Linked DNA regions of Mus musculus: regions 2 and 3 are each linked to region 1. Evidence: chromatin contacts called from public ChIA-PET data. All regions are on one chromosome and are shown on one strand. Each heading gives the region's core, a stretch centred on a gene start, on an enhancer-like site or on the middle of the called end of the contact. The rest is flanking DNA. Distances are from core to core; before and after follow the strand shown.

What was found. ChIA-PET counts read pairs in DNA pulled down with a chosen protein or histone mark.
Region 2: a contact with region 1 is called in an RNA polymerase II ChIA-PET map of memory CD8 T cells, with 26 read pairs. The contact joins the promoter of Stk4 here to the promoter of Acot8 in region 1. A contact is called at or near these places in 7 of 39 promoter capture datasets (the C10 cell line, cranial neural crest, hippocampal neurons and 4 more) and 4 of 115 datasets of contacts at active chromatin or transcription factors (the 230-238 cell line, astrocytes, embryonic stem cells and 1 more).
Region 3: an RNA polymerase II ChIA-PET map of memory CD8 T cells shows a contact between it and region 1, with 12 read pairs. The contact joins the promoter of Elmo2 here to the promoter of Acot8 in region 1. A contact is called at or near these places in 4 of 39 promoter capture datasets (hippocampal neurons, liver and pre-B cells), 3 of 115 datasets of contacts at active chromatin or transcription factors (bone marrow-derived macrophages, extraembryonic endoderm stem cells and memory CD8 T cells) and 3 of 9 other capture datasets (adipose tissue, liver and pancreatic islet).

The regions. Positions count from the first base shown.
Region 1 is chr2:164,801,866-164,806,747 of GRCm38.p6, reverse strand. It overlaps Acot8 (acyl-CoA thioesterase 8), which reads left to right and starts at 1,867. Exons shown (of 6, transcript NM_133240.2): 1 at 1,867-2,058; 2 at 3,615-3,751. The coding sequence starts at 1,931. Zswim3 (zinc finger SWIM-type containing 3) reads right to left here and starts at 1,634. Exons shown (of 2, transcript NM_178375.2): 1 at 1,317-1,634. The coding sequence starts at 1,471.
Region 2 is chr2:164,072,261-164,077,142 of GRCm38.p6, reverse strand. Stk4 (serine/threonine kinase 4) reads right to left here and starts at 3,005. Exons shown (of 11, transcript NM_021420.4): 1 at 2,896-3,005. The coding sequence starts at 2,930.
Region 3 is chr2:165,323,825-165,328,706 of GRCm38.p6, reverse strand. Elmo2 (engulfment and cell motility 2) reads left to right here and starts at 2,228. Exons shown (of 21, transcript NM_080287.2): 1 at 2,228-2,289.

The sequences.
Region 1 (4,882 bases), core at 618-3,117:
TGTACGTGTGCTGTGTGCTTGCAGGAGCCCTTAAAGGATTCCTAGATCTGGAGTTACAGGTGCTGCCAATCCACCATGCGTGAGCCTCAGTCCTCTTCCCCACGAGCTATCAGTCCAGCCCCCCATTTGTTATTTTCATCCATATTAGTTTCTAAGTCCAAGTAACTCCTTAGGGACACTTATTCATCTTTATGTGTACCCAAGAGTGACCCTGGACTTCAGAATGGAGCCAGAACACAGCCAGGCTCTATAGTCTGGAAAGTACTGTCCAAAGAGCTCAATCCCTGACTCAAACTTTGGTATATTTTGACACTCAGTTGGCCTATATGTTGTAATTAAAACTTGAATTGACTTTCAAATTGATTCATATGATTAGATTTCACAGCAAAAGACTGGGCACACAAACCTTCCTTTTTACGAAGGGGCGGGGCTGCTTCCCATTTCTCTCTGTCTCTCCCTCCCGCCCCCCAACTCCCCACTTTGGTTTTTCAAGACAGGTTTTCTCTGTGTAGCCCTGACTGTCCTGGAAGCTGCTCTGTAGACCAGACTGGCGTCGAACTCACAGAGATCTGCCTGCCTCTGCCTCCTGAGTGCTGGGATTAAAGGCTTCCACCACCAACCCCCTTTCCCTGTATTTTTTTTTTTAAACCAAACTGATTTGTCTCAAACTCATGACCCGCCGGCCTCAACCTTTTCGCATTGGGCTTCTAAACCTGCACCCTTATTCTTTCTTTCAAAGAAAAACTAAAAGCTAAATTTATAGTAGGCTGTTTCACCTGAACCCTAAAAGCCCTGGCGTTTTCATCAGCTTTTAGCCCCTAAAGTCAAATGAGTCAGGGAGCTACCACCAATAATTCTGACACACAGCCCTGCAGAGTAAGAAAGGCACTCAGGGAGCACCACCTTGGATAAGGAAGGTGTTTGAAAACGGCTGTATCTGGAGCTCAAGAATCATTTACAAAATCAATCACCGAAAAGAACCAACCAACCAACCAATGAGCACCATTACTGCTTTGTAAAGAGGAGGCTAATGGAGGAAATTATTACTAAGGCGTTTCAATTCACTCCTCAACCAGCCTTGCGCTTGAGATAGATTCTCTCAACAAACAAATAAAACGGAAAAACAACAAGATGCAGTTACTGCGAATTCCCAGGAAAGCTCGTGAATGAAGGAGTGGGAGCAAGCGCGGCGGGTAGCAAAGGCCACGCCGGTGAGGTTTCCCTCGTTTTTCCGCAGGCACGGGGAACGTGGCTCCTCCATGCACGCCCTCCTCCTCCAGGCAGCCCTCCTCCCCACCCTCCTGCCCCGCCCTTACAGGATATCCTCGCGGAAAGAGGTGCCGTTGTTGAGGTTATGGAAGCGGACGGAGATGCAGTCCCTGACAATGAAGGAGCACCTGGTCTCCTTTTTGTAGGCGCTGAAACACTCCTTGAAGTCCTCGTAGGTCTTAAAGCAGCTGCCTAGCTCCATGGCCGGGGACTGGCCCTCCTAGAACCTAGAACCACGGCAGGGGTCAGAGGTCACTGGGTAACGGCTGGCACGGGCCCAGCTGCGGTCCCGAGTGAGTGGCTTACAGGGCGCTTGGGAGGAGCCCAGAACAGGAGGAGACCGGTAACAGCAACCTAGGGGCGACTTTGCTCAGTGACAGAAGAGGAAAGACGCTCATCCCTTATTATTCATCTCCAAGGCTCCGCCCCCTCGCTGATTCACCCAATCACACGCGGATGTCCAAAACTGACACAAATATCCTCCAATCTTAAGATAGAGCTAGCCGCGCCCACTCTGAAATTGACAAGCACATCGACCAATCACAATCTGCGTCTCGCTCCCCGGAGCCCTTGGGATTTCCGGCCCCTGGAGCGACCTTCCGGAAGCGCTGGGAGCCTATATAAGTTTCCGCGTTTCTCTCAACCGCAGCCAGCAGTGAAAATGTCAGCGCCAGAGGGTCTGGGAGATGCTCATGGCGACGCCGACCGCGGCGACCTTTCCGGGGACCTCCGTAGTGTGCTGGTCACGAGCGTGCTCAACCTCGAGCCGCTAGATGAAGATCTCTACAGGTAGCCGGTAGCGCCTCTGAACTAGGCTCGCACCCCTCTTTCAGTATAGAGTCGCGATTACTGCCATCTCCCTGTGAACCTCAGTTCTGGGGTTAAGAGTTGGATGCAAGCTCTGCTGCAGTTAGAAGGCATGTCCCTGGCATCCATCCTTGCTTCCTCTTCAGGAGGCGATCTGGGGGGTGGGGGGGGAAGGTGTGTGTGTGTGTGTGTGTGTGTGTGAGAGAGAGAGAGAGAGAGAGAGGGAGAGAGGGAGAGAGGGAGAGAGGGAGAGAGGGGACAGAGACTCCGCTACCCCACAAGGCAGCTTAATCTGGTAGACTGAGTGTGCGTGTGTGTTCGTTTGTTCAAGCCATCCCTTAATGTCTGGTAAGTCATTACTTATCTTTCACTGAAGTGGGTTTGTAACAATTTTTTTGTTTTGTTTAGAGACAAGATGTCACTAAATATAGTCCTGGATGACCTGGAATTCACTATATATATATGAATGGAGAGGGAGAGAATGAGAGAGAGAGTATATATATATACACAGCAAGTTGGCTTGGAACCCACAGGGATCCACCTTCATTTGTCTCTTAAGCGCTGGCAGGAGTTCACCACCAGGTCTAGCTGGTTGTCTTGTTTTGTTTTGAGACAGGCTTTCTGTATAGCCCTCCCTGGCTAACCTGGAACTCTGTGTAGACCTGGCTGGCCTTGAGCTCACAGAGGCCAGTGTATCTCTGCCTCCCAAATCCTGGGCTCAAAGGTGTGTACCACCATGCCTGTTCAGTGACAGTTCTGACCCATGCAGCCCTTACGACTTTATCAGAAGCTATCGTTCTTCCAGCTAGGTAATTACTGTCTTGGGCCAGGAGCGCTTTTCAAATTGTTCTGTAAAGAAAAAACTGACAATCTCAGGGTTGAGTGCTAGGACTCAGGGTTCAGGCTCCAGCACTGGGCAAGCCCTTTCACCTAGATTAATCTGCAGGTAGCCGGCAGCGCCTCTGATTTCGGCTAGATTAATCTGCATTCAGTTTCACAACCTCAGACTGTTTTTTTTTTTTTTTTTTTTTTTTTTTTTTTAAGGGAGTTATATGGGAAGTCTTGAAGTCCTTTTAGCTCTGAAACTAGTTCCTGGAAGAGCTGCCTTGTCATGGTTAAGGAGTGCCAGCAGCAAGCCTTCATCCACACAACCCAGTCCCAGATCTGTTTTTTTTGGAGTTCCTCATGTCTGTTCAAGGCCTCAACAAACTTCTGGCCTCTCCCTTTCCCTGGTTTGGGGCGGGGAAGCTGTGGACTTGAGACCTCCCAGGGTTGGTAAGGGTTGAACTGTGTGGACATGCTTCCTGTACTCTTGCTGTAAACGAGGGAGCTCGCGCTTATGTTCTGTTTGAAGTCCACAGAAAGCTTGGGTAGATGCGTGGACGAAAGATTTGTGCGGTGATGTAAGAGATTCGAGAGCAGACTCGTTGGCCTCCCTCGGGTTCTGAAAAAGGACCCAAGTAACCTTAAACCCTTTACTGGAGGCTTACGGAGTTCACAGCGCCCCTCAAGTCTTTTCCACTTTCCTCTCTCCACAGAGGAAGGCATTACTGGGTACCTACCTCCCAGCGGCTCTTTGGGGGTCAAATTATGGGCCAGGCCCTGGTGGCTGCAGCCAAGTCTGTGAGTGAAGACGTCCATGTCCACTCCCTGCACTGCTACTTTGTCCGGGCAGGTAAACCCCGCACCCTGGCGCCTTGCTTGCAGCCACACTTGGTAGCCCAGTGGTTACTTCTTCTTTCCTGGCTTTGAAGGCTAACTCAAGGGTAGGAGGAGAGTTAGCGAGGAGGATGAAGAAGGGAGAGAGAGATGATTCCCTGAAAGGTACCTGAGGGGCAGAGCATGCAGCTTAGTACTAGCACACTTGGCTAGCACCAGGAGGGGTCTGTGTTCTATCTCAGGGACCAGAACAAGCAGGGAGGGAGCCCATCACTTGGCTTAGGTCTGCAACCTCAACAGTTTGGGAGGCTGAGACAGGCTCTGGAAACAACCTGCATCCATATCACACTCACTGAGACTCATTAAGTGCATATTCTGTTTCTTTTTAAAACTCTTTTAAAAAATTATTTATTTTATATTATGTGAATACACTGTAGCTGTCTTCAGACACTCCAGAAGAGGGCGTCAGATCCCATTACAGATGGTTGTGAGCCACCACGTGGTTGCCGAGATTTGAACTCAGGACCTCTGGAGTAGCAGTCTGTGCTCTTACCCACTGAGCCATCTTTCCAGCTCCATATTCTGTTGAATGACGTGGACCAATGCTTCTCTGCTCTCAGTGGGTCTTCCCTGGAGCTTTCTTGGTTGATTTGATTTTGAGATAGGGTCTCATTGTGTAGGCCTGGCTGGCCTCAGCCTTTATGACCTCAGGCCGGGCTCTGTTCTTTCTTCATTCTTTCTGCCTGCCTCTGCCTCCCAAGAGCTGGGATTAAGGGCTTTTGCCACCATACCCAACCTTCCTTCGTTTATAAAAAATATGTATATGTATGTATGTATTTGCTTATTTTTGAGAGATAGATGTGTATATGTCTATGCCTAAATGAGTTCCACGCTGCTCTCCTGCTGTCTGAAGAGGCAGTGGGTACGCAGGAGTTTGGAGTTACTAGGCCTTGTGAGCCACCCTGTAGGCAGTAGGAACCAAACAGGTCCTCTGCAAGAGCAGACAGTGCTCTGAGCTCACGAGCGCCTCACTGTCCTTGCTTATGTTGTTTTGAGACAGGGTCTCACTATTTAGCCTGGCTGGCCTGAAACTCACCATTCAAACCAGGGTGGCCTCGAATTCACAGCGCTCTGCCTGCCTCTGGCT
Region 2 (4,882 bases), core at 1,756-4,255, 730 kb after region 1:
CTTGCAAGACACCGATCCATCATTAGCCACTGAGTCACACACAGATGTCAAGCTCATGACTGCAGAAAGCATTTCCTGCACCTAGACTGCTGGGACGCACACCACCTGAACCTCTCAAGAAGACATCTGTATTTTTCCAAACACAAGGTGTTAGGAAATGATCTCTCAGATGATTAATTCTCAATCAACTATCCCATGTCAGAACTCTCAAAGGCTCAATGCATTTATGCATATTTATCTCTCTAACAGAATTTTACAGATTACAATGACTATAAAAGATAACTGAAGCTGGGCGTGGTGGCGCATGCCTTTAATCCCAGCACTCGGGAGGCAGAGACAGGTGGATTTCTGAGTTCAAGGCCAGCCTGGTCTACAAAGTGAGCTCCAGGACAGCCAGGGCTACACAGAGAAACCCTGTCTTGAAAAACCAGAAAAACCAAAACACCAAACAAACAAAGATAACTGAAACATTTTAATAGCAAAGTTGTCAAGACCAGCACCTGCTGCCTGTAATATGAGAACTCAGGGGGCTGAGACAGGCAGCCAGATGCTGTAGAGTTGTAGAGCGTTTGAGGACAGCCTGAGACACTGTGCAAGACCCTGTCTTGAAATAAACAAAAAGGGTAACTAAATTAACTGTGCCTTCTTCATGTGACTATTAAGATTCTAACTCAGAGAACCTCAGAATATGAGATTGCATCTGGAGATCAGAAACTTTGAAAGCGGAAGAGATAAGGGCACAGCCAGAGGAGAATGAAGACCACACGAAGAGGTGGGAGGAAAGGTGGTCATTTGTAAGCCAAAGACATCTGATTCCAAACTTCCAGCCTCCAGAATGGCAACTACATAAAAAATTAATTTCTGTTGCTTAAACCATCCAGGTGTGGTGCTTGTTATAGCAATCTGAACCACTTAATTCTGATAGTAAAATGCAGCAGTCCACTAGTTACAACGAATAAGGCAGCACCAATCCTCCAAGGACTCGGCCCTGCCACACTCTTCTCTCGCGCTTTACTACAGTTCTTACAATCCAAATGGTGGTCTGGCAGTGGTGGCGCACGCCTTTGATCCCAGCACTTGGGAGGCAGAGACAGGTGGATTTCTGAGTTCGAAGCCAGCCTGGTCTATAGAGTGAGTTCCAGGACAGCCAGGGCTATACAGAGAAACCCTGTCTCTGGAGGAGAGAGAGAGAGAGAGAGAGAGAGAGAGAGAGAGAGAGAGAGAGAGAGAACAAAACTATTAGTTAAATGAAGGTTTTGGGGGAAAGGAATGGAAGAATAACTGGCCTAGTGGTTACTGATTCCGTACATACAGGAACAATCTGCTAAGATGCGTATATACAAAGAAAGACCCAATGTAACAGGTAACTTCCAGAGAGACATCAGAGTAAAAAAGCTAAGCGCAAGGATTTTAAGACTAGATCACCAGATGTTAACACCCCAACTGTGCCTCTAACTATGGAGCAGCTAACAAGTGGCCTGCCTCTCTGTGCCCTGGCTTTATCCTCTTTACACTAAGGATACAGGGATATCCTCCTTATATGATAGTTGCGAAGGCTAGCTGCGCCAGTAAGGTGTACCATGTTTACAAGTTCAAAACACCAGCAATTTCCTATGGCTGAACAGGCAAGCTGGAAAGCAATGAAACAGTGCCTGCCGCCCTGCAGCATTCTCTGGCTGTAATTAATAAGTACTCCTTTGAGTGCCTCAGCACACCACACTAAGTCAAACCTGAGCCCATCTCAACAAGCTGTTTGTTTGATTCCATGTTTGTGTACTTCCAACAGACCCTGCCTCCCCTAAGAGTGCTGCCCAGGCTTTCACACACACACACACACACACACACACACACACACACACACACACCACCTCTCCGGTGCCCGGCACTCCCTTACTCTGAACACTTCCTATTTTAGTGCTCATTCTGCTGCAGGAAGTCAAATGTCTTCTCTGTGAAACCCAAGTTTTTAGCTGTGTCTGAGAGAAGCACGACTCCCTCAGGCTCTAGGCTTTTTTTCTCCAGGTGAGACGGGGAGTGGTCCAGCACAACAGCAGTCAGTTCATCTTGACCCAAAACAACTCTAGATACTTCTAGAATCTAGAGCCAAGAGAGTATCGAAACAGAATTTGAACAGGACAAAGTCTGGCTGAGCCTACTGTGTCTAAACTCTATTTATTGGACCTCAGATTACCCACTCCCGGGTTGGTGTTTGTTTGTTTGTTTGTTTGTTCTTTATCAACGTCCCAACTTTGGGTGTTGGAAGGCTGAGGACGATTTGAAAAAAAGTAGGCAGTCACTCATGAACTCAGTAATAAAAGCCATTACCGCCATCACTACTAATACATCATCCTACATGGGGCGGACACCCTGAAGCCCCTTGGAAACTCTAGCCCCCCATAACCCTTTCTCCATTACTAGAACCGTGAAACGTTGGTACTGACACAGTAAGGCAGTTAGGAGCAATGACTTGGGACAGAACCACCAGGACCCAAAATCCCCGCTCCACCCCTTACTTAGCCATGGGACCTCCAATCAATGTTTCTAACGACTTCTGCCTCGAAAGCGAAGCAACAGGGTTAAGTCCTCGCTCACCCGGCCTCAGCATTCGCCCCTACATCCTCGGGTCCCTTCTTGGGGCGCCTTCCCCGGCCTCTGCTGGGGTCTCCCCTAACTTGTCCGCACGTTGCCCAGAGAGTGCTCTCTCTAAGCAAAACCACTTCTGCCCGGGCCAGCGGACGCTCCCTCCTCTCTCGGCAGGTGCTACTGCAGCCCGGTCACCAGCCTCGCGGGTCCCTCTCCTCCCGGCCCGAGCTCGCACGCCGGGGTCTACCCTCAGCAAGCTCGCGCCTTCTCTCCTCACCCAACTCTCTTGCCTCTCAGCCTACGGCCCCTCACCTGCGCGGTGGGTTCCTCAGCTGCACGGTCTCCATGGCGCTGCCGGCAGCCGCCCAGACTGCCTCAATGCTCCATCCTCCCGGAGCCCGCCCCGCGAACCCTCCCACACTTCCGCTTTCCGCCCCTACCGGAAGCGAGAGGAGGCTGGGCGGAGCGGCGGGAGTCACGTGGCACAGTGGCGGGCGGATACAGAAGTCAGAAAGCCGAAGAGGTGCCTCTCGGGCGGCCTCTAGTGGCCCGAGTGTCAGCGACACCCTCTCCTTGACTTGCCTTTGGACTGAATACTTTCAAGCCTGACTCCTTGAGGGTTCTCCAGTTTCTCAGATGGGGAGGCTGTTAGCAAAGCACGGGCTTGATAAGTGAGTTCTTAAAATATATATATATAAATATATATATATATTTATATATATGTATATATATATTTATATATGTGTGTATATATATATTTATATATGTGTGTATATATATATTTATATATGTGTATATATATATATTTATATATATTTATATATATTTATATATATTTATATATATTTATATATATATTTTATATATGTGTGTGTGTGTATATATATATTTATATATATTTATATATATATATTATATATATATATATATATAGAGAGAGAGAGAGAGAGAGAGAGAGAAAGAAAAAGAAGTGAGTTCATATTAGGGCCAAGGGGAAAAGCCCCAAGCCCTCTGTAAACTAGGGCGCAGTCAAGAAACCATCAAAATCTCTGCTCCAAGACTGGAGAGGTTTTATTGTAGATGAGACCAAACAGCATCTGGAAGACTCCTGAGCAGAGAGAAAAAAACAGACTGGCCAAGGCCAGGGCTATATCTTCCGGGCAGAAAAAATTAGCGAAGAGGGAGAAGAGCCGGTCGGGACCTTGCTGTAGCGTAACTGCTGCGGAGGGGAGTGTGCAAGTTGTAATCTGGAACAGCCTGGGAGCATAGTGGAGGAGGTAAGGAGGGCCAGGCTGCTTTGCTACTCATAACAGATATATGTTACTAGGGACCAAGGACCCTGCAGGTTAGCTTGGCTTAAGTCTCCTTTACCAAAGGCAAGGACGATAAAGGAGTGACTCCTTTTGGTAGACAGAAACCAACAGGTTACAGAGGACTACTCGGGTCTGTCCACCAGCAATCCTTTTGTTTACACTTTCAATATTCAACACAAGCCTTCCCTTTTGGGGGAGGAATTGGGGGTTCGCTTTGGACCTGGCACACCCCCAAAAACGGAAAGATCCACTAATTTAGTCCAAAATGACAGTCTAGACTCAGCTCAAGCCGATAGGGTTATTGACAAAAATAAAGCTCAAGGGCTGGAGGGGTGGCTCAGTGGTTAAGAGCACTGACTGCTCTTGAAGAGGTTCTGAGTTCCATTCCCAGCAACCACATGGTGGCTCACAACCTGTAATGGGATCTGATGTCCTCTTCTGGCGTGTGACTGAAGACAGCTGCAGTGTACTCACATACATAAAATCAATAAATCTTTTTAAAAAAATAAAACTCACAGATTTCTGAAGTTCCGTCGCTGAGCCCTCACCGTTCTGTTTTTAGGGGCGTAGTGGGTATATTTTTAGTTTAGGGTTGTTTGTAGGGATTTGTTTGAAGCAGCATCTGTATATTCCCTGACTGGCCTGGAACATGCTATGTAGACCAGGCTGGCCTCAAATTCAGAAACCAACCTGCCTCTACCTCCTAAGTGCCGGGATTAAAGCGTCCACCACCAAGCCCAGCTCCAGTGTTATCCATGTGTATTCACTGTATTCATCTGTATCCATCTGTATTCACCCACTAAATAAGTTTTATGGTCCACAAGATGCCAGGCGCTTTCCAGCTTTCTGGAATCCTGATCCCGACATCTCAGGTTTCAGCTGATTCTCTGCCTCAGAGGCTCTCTGTGGCCTGCTCAGGTTTAACAGCCTCCACAGGGGTATTTCCTATTGTTTGCCTTCCCCAATCTCCAGGTTCTCCCAGCATC
Region 3 (4,882 bases), core at 979-3,478, 520 kb before region 1:
AGGGGATGTTGTCTGAGAGGAGCGGCTGAGCGTCCCATGCTGCTAAAAAAAGGCCAGTGGACAGGGCCTGACATCCTCTTAATGGGGTGGGGAAGACACAGGCTAATCCCAGGGCAGAGGACTCACTGAAGCCCATTATGAAGGGTGGTAGATTGCTCAGCCAGTTGTGTGGAATTGTGTTCTAATTGCACATGGCCTTGTAAAGTGGGAAGCTGGCTGAAGAGGGGAGGACTATGGGAAAGCCATTATTGGTGGTGAGGTGAGACTTTCTGGTGGTGTGGTGGTGGGTGCATTGTGCTGGTTAGCTTTTGTCAACTTGACACAAGCTAGGGTCATCTGGAAAGAGGACACCTCAGTTGAGAAAATGCCTCCATTAAATTAGGTTTTTAAGCAAGTCTGTGGAGCCTTTTCTTGATTGGTGATGGTTGTGGGGAGGGCCCAGCCCACTGTGGACAGTGACACTCCTGGGTTGTATAAGAAAGTGCTGGAGCAAGCTACCTGGAGCAAGCCAGTAAGGAGTGCTTCTTCTTGGCCTCTGCTTCTTGGTTGTTGCCTTGACTTCCTGCCCTGATTTCCCTCAGCTGTAGACCTCGGGGGTGCAGGCCAAATCAACCCTTTCCTCCCCCAAGTTGCCTTTGGCTGTGATGTTTTAGCACAGCAATGGAAACACAAACCCAGACATCCATGTTCTGAAGGTGACATCAAGGCCCTCGCTGGCTCCCCAAGTTGGACTGACTGAATGGAATACTCTTTGGTTTGTCATTGGTGCCTTAGGGGGAGGGGAAATGGGGACACATCTGTTTAAACGTCCCTGCAAACACCCTGTTTCAAAATAGGCAGCAAACAAAGAAATAAACAACCCACCACAAAGAGGATGCTCACAAGACTACGGAGGACAATAAGAGATAATAATGTGAATCTGATAGGGTCGTATGAGGCTCCCACAGAGCAGCAAAGGACCTGGGGTCCAGAATGGTGCTGCAGACAAGGGTGGCTACCCTATGTTCCAGCGTAAAGCTATTTTGGAACACGGCCATATGCTTTATCCTGGGTGGCTTTCGATAAAACAAAGACAGAGACTGGCTGGAAGCAGGCAGTATGTGAACCTATTGGAAGTGTGACTGGCCGGCCCCTGCACAGGCCTTATTAGCACTGTGATTGTGGGAGGGGAGCTTTGCTTCCTGGGCACCATCCTGTTCACCAGCTGATAAGAATCCGCTTCAATTCAATTCAATTGCAGGAGTCAATGTAACTGTGCCTGTAAAACTGCTTCAAAGACAGTAAAAGGTAGCCATTATTTCCATCTCTCTGCTGAGCGGCCAGCCGAGTCTCTACAGAATGGATAACAAAATGTCTGTCTTCTGGCATTGTCCTAAGGATCTGCTAAGAGAAATGATTAAAAAAAACAAAATTTGGAGTTAAACAGGGAGATAGCGTCTTGCTGTATAGTCACCGGTTGTATAGTTAGTTGGTCCCATAAGACCCCTAGTCTTTTCTTCTGCAACTGGGGATCGCATACTAGCCCTCCCTACCAGCCTGCTGTGAGCTTTAAGGGAGATGGCAGGAGTGAGTCCTTGGCGCTGTGCCCGGCCTTGTTAGATCCGCAGGTGCGGTGACGAACGCCACCTCCCACGGATCCCTACCAACAGCACAGCTGAGCTGTACCCCTCTGCCTCTGCTCAGCGCCCACGGTCAGCCCTGGGTGCCGGTATAATTAGCTCCATCTCCGTAGTGAGCAGCCGCGGCTGCTCATAGCCTCTGACACGACTGTCACCTCCCACTCAGTTCCCTAAATCAGCTATTCCCATCGTTGAGTCGGATCAGGTGAGCATCACCAGAGGATAGCTTGCTCCTTACAACAATGGGTCTCAAGGACCCAGAGCGCGCCCCCTCCCCGCCCCTCCAACCTCCTTCACCCGGAGGCTGTGTACAGAAATAAAAGAGAAAAAAAGTTTGGGTGGGGAGCAGCCTCTAGTGTCTGCTGGGAAATCACGTTCCTTTAGACCCAATAGCCTGCAGAAGAATGGTAGTCTGTCTCTTTAAGAGGCCTCCGCGGAGGGGAGGGGCCAGCCGGCGTCGCTCCAGCCCGCGCCCTCAGTTAGGCCCGCCTCCCTTTTATTGACAGACAAACAACCCAGTGAAAGCGAGACTTTTCATCTTGACAGCAAAGCGGAGCAATAGAAGCCCGGGCCGCCCTTCGCAGGGCGGGGCTTCAGGAGGGCGGGGCAGACGGGGCCAGTGGAGCGGCGGCGGGACGCGGGCGCGGAGCTGGGCCTCGGCGGGTGCCGGGTGAGTGAGGGACGCTCGGGGCTCGAGGCAGAGAGACAGAGTGTTGAGGGTTGGGAGCCGGGGACCGAGGTTGGGGTTGAGGCGGAGGGCAGCGTCTGCCCGACCTCCAAGCCCGGGCACGGTGCCGATCCGGTAATCCCCCTGCGGTCGGTACCGGCCCTCTTTCCTTCTCCACTGCCCGGCTTCGGTCCAGGCCGCTCTCATTCGCTTCTTCCCGCAGCATTGCAATGCCCGGGGTGCTCCGGTGCTGGTTTCCACCCTCCCCTTTTTCCGGGCCCTGCAGATCTGGTCCTTCGCCGCCCTCCCTAGGCTTAGGCTGCTCCCGGCCTGGTTCTGTTCCTTCTCCATCCCTCGCTCTGGCCACCCTCAGAGTCCGCCGCCCCTACGTCTAGTCTAGTAAACTTTTTTTCATCTTCCCAGTCTTCCTTCCGAAGGCTTCCGGGGTCCCGAGTTCTGACCCTGGTGCGACACTCTGAACATTCTGGTGTCCCTACACATCAGTAGCTTTCAACAGTTTGAAAGTGTTGATTGACGTCTGCCTGTCCCAGCAGGTAGGAATGCCCAGGAGGAAGAAGACCTTACCTGATGTTGCTCCATGCACCCACAGCGTCTCAGCAGGCCAGACACTATAGATGTTTACTAAATGAATGAACGAAGGGCTAGAGTTTGCCTGGGGGATGCAGCCGCAGCCCCTGACATCCCATCTGTTGTGGGTGGAAGCCACCTTTTGGAATGCTTTCTGTGTGCCGGGCACTAGGCCAACCTGGGCTCTCCAAAAGAGAAATAATGCAAGTCACATTTGTTAATTAAACTTTTCTAACAGTCACATCTCAGGAATGTAAAATATGTAAGTGGAATAATTTACTCATGCTTTAGTTAATACATTTCAGATTATAATTAGGAATTCACATAACCAATGTAAAATCACGTTAATGGAGTTGTTGACTGTTTGTGTGTGTGTGTGCTAACTTCTTGAGCTCTGGTGTGCCTCACTCTTGGGACAGCACTTCTTGCTTCTCAGAAGAAGCACGGCAGCCATTTGTCAAGTGGTCGGTCAGTAACCACATTGCTAGGGTGGCTGCCTTGGCTGTGAAGTGCTCAGTAGTGTGCAAATGTGAGGGCGTTTAGTTCGAGTTGTGGTCTTTTGAGGAGACTATCATTATTTGCATTTACAGATTAAAAATAGCAAAGATCCTAAAAGAGTTTACCTGCCCAGATTCATTCTACCGTTTGGAGCAAAAGAGACAGGGCTGGTTCAAGAAGGGGTTTCTCTGTGTAGCCCTGGCTGTCCTGGAACAATCTCTGTAGACCAAGCTGGCCTCTGATTAAGGGCATGTTCTACCATGCCCAGCTTGTCTGTTGCTCTTGAATCTTGTTATTCTTTTTATGTTTGATGCTGCTTCTAAGAGGTGCCAAGAAAGTTTGGGGTGCAGGGTATGAAGACTAGACTGCTTTTAAAAATGATGATACCAGTATTTAGCATACTCTGACACGCTCTGTGCCTAGGTCATATCTTCCTGGGTGGCTCACGAGCAAACATAGGTAAGAAATACCTGCCCTGGGTTTGGAGGTATGCACCGGTAGCCAGAGCACTGTAAAGGCTAGCTAGGGCAGAAGGATCCCTTGAATACAGGAGTTCAAAACCAGCCTGGGCAGTGGAGTGAGACTCCAGCTCAAAAAGAAAAACCCACCAGGCAAGACCTCCTCTGACCAAGTCACCGACGATCCCTTGGCTCACCCACCCGCATTAATGCATCCTGGTCCCAGGGTTGGAGCAGAAAACCTGTGGCCTGTAAGAGCTCAGAGATGCTGGGGATACTGGGACTGGAGTTGCCAGCAGGGCGGGTTAATTCTCAGTCGCTCCACAAGGGAGTTTTCTCCATGAGGTCAGTACTTGGCCCCTTGAGGCCCCTTGGACAGTGAAGTGACAGCCCTAGTCTTCAGGATGCCCAGGGTGGTCTTGGAAAGACAAGATCATGTTTCGTAAGAGGACGAGCATACGTGTAGGAAAGCGCATGGTGGGAGAGGAGTGTCAGAAGTTGCCAAGCGGCATCTTGGCCCAGCTGCATGAAGAAATGTATCTGTCTCCCCTGCCCCCCACCCCCCCAACTAAGCTTGAACTTCTATGCTGGGTAGCACTTCTTAGCTTGCTGGGTCCCTGTGTGTGAGCTGCATGGTTTATTTACCTGCCTGGCTGCTTAAGGCTCTTGAATTCCTCAACCCTCTGGGAGTGCTCACTGAATTGGAGCGGCTCTGACCTATTGGCTGAGTAACCGTATGTACGTCATTGTGCTGGGCTGCTACGGAAAACAGCATGTTTTCTGTGGGGTTTCCTCCCCCACGGCCTGAGGGCTCCTCAGTGCTGGCCTGTGTGGTTGCAGTGTTTCTGTTCACATGGTTAGAATCCTTCTTACTCTGTGCTAGGTACTGTATGCAGGGCCTTGCAGGTATTATCCCATTTCATGGTCACAGGGCTTTTACAGGGAGCAGTTGGTTCTAATCCTTGGCTTGACTATAATAGGGAGGTTGTCAGAACTGGGATCCAAATGCAGGTCTCCAGGATGCAAGCCCCTAACCACTCAATGCTATTGCT